2 separate regions of the Zea mays genome follow, and region 2 is linked to region 1. The links are chromatin contacts, called in public Hi-C maps. All regions are on one chromosome and are shown on one strand. Each heading gives the region's core, a stretch centred on a gene start, on an enhancer-like site or on the middle of the called end of the contact. The rest is flanking DNA. Distances are from core to core; before and after follow the strand shown. Region 1 holds the start of LOC100384174. Region 2 holds the start of LOC100381865.

What was found. Hi-C and Micro-C count contacts between places; a contact is called where the count stands out from the background.
Region 2: a Hi-C map of tassel shows a contact between it and region 1, with 2.8 times the contacts expected there. The contact joins the promoter of LOC100381865 here to the promoter of LOC100384174 in region 1. A contact is called at or near these places in 3 of 25 Hi-C or Micro-C datasets (ear, leaf and tassel).

What each region holds. Positions count from the first base shown.
Region 1 is chr3:99,379,346-99,382,453 of Zm-B73-REFERENCE-NAM-5.0, forward strand. It overlaps LOC100384174, which reads right to left and starts at 1,509. Exons shown (of 6, transcript NM_001176751.1): 1 at 1,314-1,509; 2 at 91-236. The coding sequence starts at 1,416.
Region 2 is chr3:99,729,288-99,732,237 of Zm-B73-REFERENCE-NAM-5.0, forward strand. It overlaps LOC100381865, which reads right to left and starts at 1,348. Exons shown (of 1, transcript NM_001174651.1): 1 at 1-1,348. The coding sequence starts at 1,161. The coding sequence ends at 574.

The DNA of each region.
Region 1 (3,108 bases), core at 259-2,758:
CTAAAAGAGGAAGGCAGCACGGAATGGAGTTACAAGAAGCTTTTTATTCTGGTTAGCATTTTACTATATGTTTTGGTCTGCTAATACTACCTTATTCATAGCTTCTTTAGCTTTGATACCTAGAGGTGTCTTGGCCGCCACAGCAGCCCTCAGCATGTCACCAGTGGCTAAATGGCACAAGCAATATTCATCCTTGATAATAGGAGACTGAGTTCCCTTTCCAGAGCCAGGTGGACCTACAAGATTTGTAGAAGAGGTGTCAAATTCTCCAAAATCGAGAGCACTATATAATAGAAATAAAAATAAAAAAGTCATGAATGAGGAAAGAAAAGATTATAAAAGTGTTATGTTTATTACTCTCCACAAAAAGCACCATGACCTTATATCTCCCTTCACAGTACTGCCCTCTTTCATCCTGACTACCAGTACCACAAAACATATCGAACCAAATAGCATAACAACAAACAAGGCCATAATGAAAAGCAAGAAACCATATAGCAGACAGCAGTTGTTTCAATTTACTTGTCTTGAACGACACAGTTTAGTACCATTTTGTTAATGCAGATCAGTTTTTTGCGGTGTAAATGCAGCAATCATTAGCAGCAAAAACTAAAAACAAATTGCATAAGGGAGTTCACCTCAGTATTGCAGAAATATGGACGACAATACATACTCGGAACCAATGAAAAGTCAAAAAAAAAAGTGGCATGGCAGAGTATCATCGTTACTTGCCTACACGATGGGACGCCCCCGTCTTAATGTCATGAAGAGAAGGCTTCCACATCAGGTCAAGCTGACTAAGATTATCTGACTTCTAATTTTGATAATCCTTAAAGAATTATAAATTTATGATAAGAACACCAAAACCGAACAGCACAGGGCTACTCGACTAGCGCATGATTAATTTATCTTGGTATTCAACTAGTGAATCGTTCCGTACGTTAGAAATCTGTAGACAATCCACTCTGAGAACAAAGCCATATTTCTTGGCCACAAATGCAGGATGAGAAATAGGGAATAGCCAAGATTTCAAGGGAAAGGTGAAGGGCATGTTTGGTTCGCTGCCTAACTTGCCACAATTTGCCTAACTTATGTGCCTAAGGTTAGTTCTTCAATTCGAACGACTAACCTTAGGCAAAGTGTGGCATAGTTAGCCACAAACCAAACAGGCCCGAAAACTTTCGGCGGATCCAGAGCACCAACGGCGGCAAGCAGCGATTTCTCCGTCCCCGCGGCACCAGGAACCGAGACAGGGATCCACCGAACGCCAGCAACGAGGAGGAAGAAGGGGCAAGGGGAGGGGTCTCCTTTACCGATGAGGATGAGGCGCTTGTCGGGCTTGGAGCTGCACTTCATGCGGCGGAGCAGCTCGTGCATCAGATCCAGTGACGGCACGTCCTCCAGATTCGCCGCCATCTCCACCGCGGCCGTGGAAGAGCTCCACTCGAGGCTTGCAGGTGCGCAGCAGGTGGGTTCCGGCCTTCCGGGTATTCTCGATCGGCTGGGTCAGGTGACGGGTCGGGGGGTTGTTGGGCCTTTTCGTCACTGTGCTGGGGTTGGTACCGATGGAAAAACGCTCACGCACGCAAGTACGCAACGGGATTTGGATTTTGGCGAAACTGAAAAATGAAGTTTGGTTTGGACGTTTCGAACGGGAAAGGCGCGACCTTAGTGTAAAGTTAGACATGCTCAAATGTCAGATCGAGTTCAAATTGAGTCAGGTCGGGTCATAAGTTATCAGGCTATCCTCAGTCACATACCTGAAGACAATTCTAAACCTATAGGGTGAATATATAATAAAATAAAAATATGTTGCATCGATGCACTGAAAAACTAGCTTGCAGATAGATGAGAGAATCTCAAATACTGAATATGAATCCATAGCAGTGTGACACTGTGACCTAGACAGGACCGTAGAAGACGGTTGGGTATGGATAGGAGAGGTGAAAATAAATAATACTCCCTCCCTATGTCCTAAATTAAAATTTATTTTAGATTATTAGTGGGTTTATAAAATAATTGATGTATGTGTTTTACATGTGTATAGGTTAATCTTTATCTATTTCAATATAGACATAAACATAAAGACCTAAAATGACTATTATTTTGAAATGGAGGGAGTAGAATATATGGTAGTTGGTATAGGATAGAGATTTAGGTGAATGTGACGTAGAGAATTGTGTGATGGGGTATAGAATTTCGCTGACTATGATAGAATATTTTTTAGTGGTATAAATTTTGGGTTACATGAGTGCGGACAGACTTAGGCACGACTCGCGACTGACTTGTACATGATATCGAGTCCGATCGAATTGACATGTGCCTCCCCGTTAGACATATTGGGTCAGGTTTTTTCGAGTTGGTTCAGATTGGCTAGTGCCTAGCCTGTGGATTATTGTGTCGAAAACTATGGTGTATGTCCATTGCATTGGGCGGGTCATGTCGGATGGTCCATGCTCAGATCTAGTGTTGTCGGGGAAATGATCCTGGTCCCTGGGACCCGCTGGTCAGTGAGGGTGCTATGGGAAGAGCCCCTGATCGCTGGGCCCGTTAGTCAGTTGTAAGAGATAGGTGCGCAAACCCTAGAAGGACTCGCCCCCGGTCGAACCACGTGACCCCGAGCCTGGGGGCAGGCGTGGCGGAGCCTGACGAGGGAGGACAGACGAGTCGGAAGGGAACCACTCGAGTGGATCTCGCGCTCGGCCCCGGACTGACCCGCCATAAATGACTAGTCGCATTAACCATGCCTGGCACCGAGCCACAGCGTGACACCGGTCCGCTTCTCACTCATGACCTACGGACCCCCTCAGTCGCATAGCACTCATGACCTACGAGCCCCGGGACTGTGGCACATTAATGGCTCGTGTGCCCTCGGACTACAGCGCACTTATGGCCTATCGAACTAGGCCTGAGTGTGCAGACCTACCGCAGGACACTACACGACGACTACATCGAGCCCCAGGCAACAGAAGCCTGGGTCGGCGTAGCCGGAATGATGGTGCATGGGACCATCGTCGCCCCGCGATAAATACGCGGTAGCCAGGCAGCCCCGGACCACACGAGTACGCGTGGACTCACCCGAGGTAAAACACTGGTTTTACCCCTTGC
Region 2 (2,950 bases), core at 98-2,597, 350 kb after region 1:
GAGATCGAGTCTAGAGCGAGCTAGCGAGGTGGGGTTGAGCAGGTTAGCGCGAGCTCAGGCGACGATGAAGTCACGAGCAAGGGAGGACGGGTTCAACAGCTCGACGACAAACGCGAGAACGTGTGAAGCCCGATGACAACGGAGATCGAGCTCGTGATAGGAAGCGATGACGACGCGGCACGACAAGCTGAAATATGGACGCGTCAACATGAGGCTGGATTCGGAGAGCAGCGACACGGAGAGCAAAGCAAGGTTGCAGCCGGGCGGGATCAGACACAAACAGAGCAAAGCGAGGTTGCAGCCGGGCGGGCTCGGACACAAACACAAGTAGCAGCAGACTGAGAGGAGTAGGGACGGCGTGGGCCAACCACTGGACAATCGTGGCAGCGAGGGACTCGCCATGGCTAAGGAAGATGCTGCGCAGGGAGCATGACATGGGCAGCAGCTAAATCGATGGCGAGGTCGCGAAGGTGGGGATCCAGTCGAGCTCACGCGGACAAGGGTGGTGCTCGGGTTGTGCTCGGAGCTCGACGACTAGGGAAGAGCTGGATGAAGCACATCGCCACTGCTGTGCTATGGGCAGGGGCAAGAACGCAGGTGCGACAAGGTAACTGGAAGTCTGGAAGGGGCGAACTCCGTGGCGGTGCTCAGGTCGAGGTGGAGGCGACGACCACCAAAGCTGGGCGAGCTTGGAGCTGAGCACGAGGACAACCGGCGCTGCACTTGAAGAGAAACTACTGCGCTGATGGCGAACAGGAGGCCGGAAGGGGCGCTGAGCTCACGCGCAGGAGGAACAGAACGCGCGCGTGGGGATGCTCCAGAGCTGAAGCAGGGGCATGACTGCGCGCAAGCGAACAGAGGGAGGGGCGACCAGTGCGCAGGAGAGTTGGGCGCCGAGCTCGCGCGCGACGCAGGGAGGAGCTCGAACAGACAGCCATGGGAAGGACGCGCACGGGCAGGAGAGACGAGCTGAGGGAGGAGAAGCCGAGGGGGCTGCGCAGCGGCCAGGCGAGCTGGGGCAAACAGGGAGCGGGGCGCTGGAATCCGAGCCAGGGGCGAGCTCCATGGCCAGGCAGAGATGGAGCGCGTAGGGACTCCAGGTGACGGCGCTCTGAACAGAGGGAAGACGGGCGGAGGGGGCTCGGCGGCTGTCCACGCCATGGTCGAGTAGAGAACGCCGGCACGGAGGAGCGCGCGGCATGGGCGAGCTCCAGGGAGCAGGCACGCTGAGGACCGGGACCAGGGTGAGGGAGGAGCTTGGCGCAGTGGAGCAGGGCCGGTCGGCCGAGAGGAGCAGGCGGATGCCAGGGCGCGGGCGATGGAAGCTCGGGGAACAAGAAGACGCGAGGGAGAGAGAAGCAGAGAAGGCAGTCGCGCGCGCGTGAGAGAGCTTCAGAGAAGAACAACAGCGAGAGGACATAAGGTGACGGCTCCTGCGCAGCGAGAAAAATCAGAGGAAGAGAGGGCGGCAGAGATTTTTTTGCGCGAGAGAGGATGAGGACGTCGGCTGAATAAAAAAATCAGAGAGAACAGTGGAAGGATGAGGATAGCTGCTCCAAAAAAATCTGAGCGACTGCACGTAACTGAACAGAGAGGAGATGAGTGCATCGGCTGAATGGCTAAGGGAAAATACCTAGAGCTGAGCGCTTGCAGCAAGGGGGAAAATGATTTTCTTCCTTTTATTAGCATAGATAAATATGTATTCTAGGAGTAGGGTTTAAAAGAGACATAAATGAGTTGGATCAAAATAATACCGGATACAAAAATTTAGATATAATCTGATTTGGTGATTACTCTCGAAATCCCATGAATTTTTACCAGTTAGTTATATCCGAAGATTTGGATCCGGACGAGAAACGACCGACCGAAATAAACTGGTTTCGGTGTCGATAATTTGCTCTGCGATTTGACTGAAATTAGCCGGAACCATATCTACGAATGTATACGTGATTTCATCGCCAAAACAGCGTGCTGAAGGATAAATTGGATCATAACCTCGCACACGATTTTTCTCGGACATTGCGCGATTCAGATTATTTTGCCCCGAACATTTTAGTCGTCGAGTTCAGATTAATTTGCCTGGGATAAAAATCATCCGAATGGGTCGGGCTTCCGAATCCGTATTCTCTGTATACTTTTATACGGACACACGACTCGACATATCGCAAAATAAACGCGCTATATCGATGCTGCATTGAGAATGCGATCCATTCAGCAAGCGACGACACGCATCGTTTACGTGGATGAGTGTTAGTGCGTCGTCCAGACACGGATTTTGCACTAAAAACTTTAGTTGTCGAGTTCGGCTTCGGTATTCAAGACTGTATTTAGTCCCGTCTAATTTTACGATTCTCACCAGCTGTCGATCATTCGCTTTAACGTCAAGGATCACATGCTGAGAGAAACAATTCAATTAATGTGTTGGCGCATTACTCTTTTTGGACGGCGCGGGGCTCCAAATTTTACGTAAAATCAGAAGTTTTCTGATTCTCGCATTCACTTACGCGCGTGATCCGAACAGTTCAAAATTTGCCAGCGACGAAGATTCGATAACAAAAATTTCTTGAACCTAATTTTAATGGCTTAGGTTACGGAAATAAATACGACACCAAACTCGAACTTTTACGAGATGATTAAAATTTAGCATATGTTTTATCCACTGATTTTACGTGTTTAATTCCATACTCGTTGTCAAGCAGAATATAAACACCAGGGGTGTTACAGCCCTTCCGCCTTAAAAGAATCTCTACCTAAGAATCGGAGCGAAAGACTCTTAAGAGTAGAGAAGCATGTAACCCATGTCCATATCAGCGATAACCATAAAACAGCTCCAAGCAAAGGCGAGTGTCTCAGGATGGGGTTTCTCTAGTGGACATAATATGTAATTTAGAAATGTCCACCAATAGAGACTATGTCTGCCAGAAGAACACATAAGGTTCCATGTGTGCAG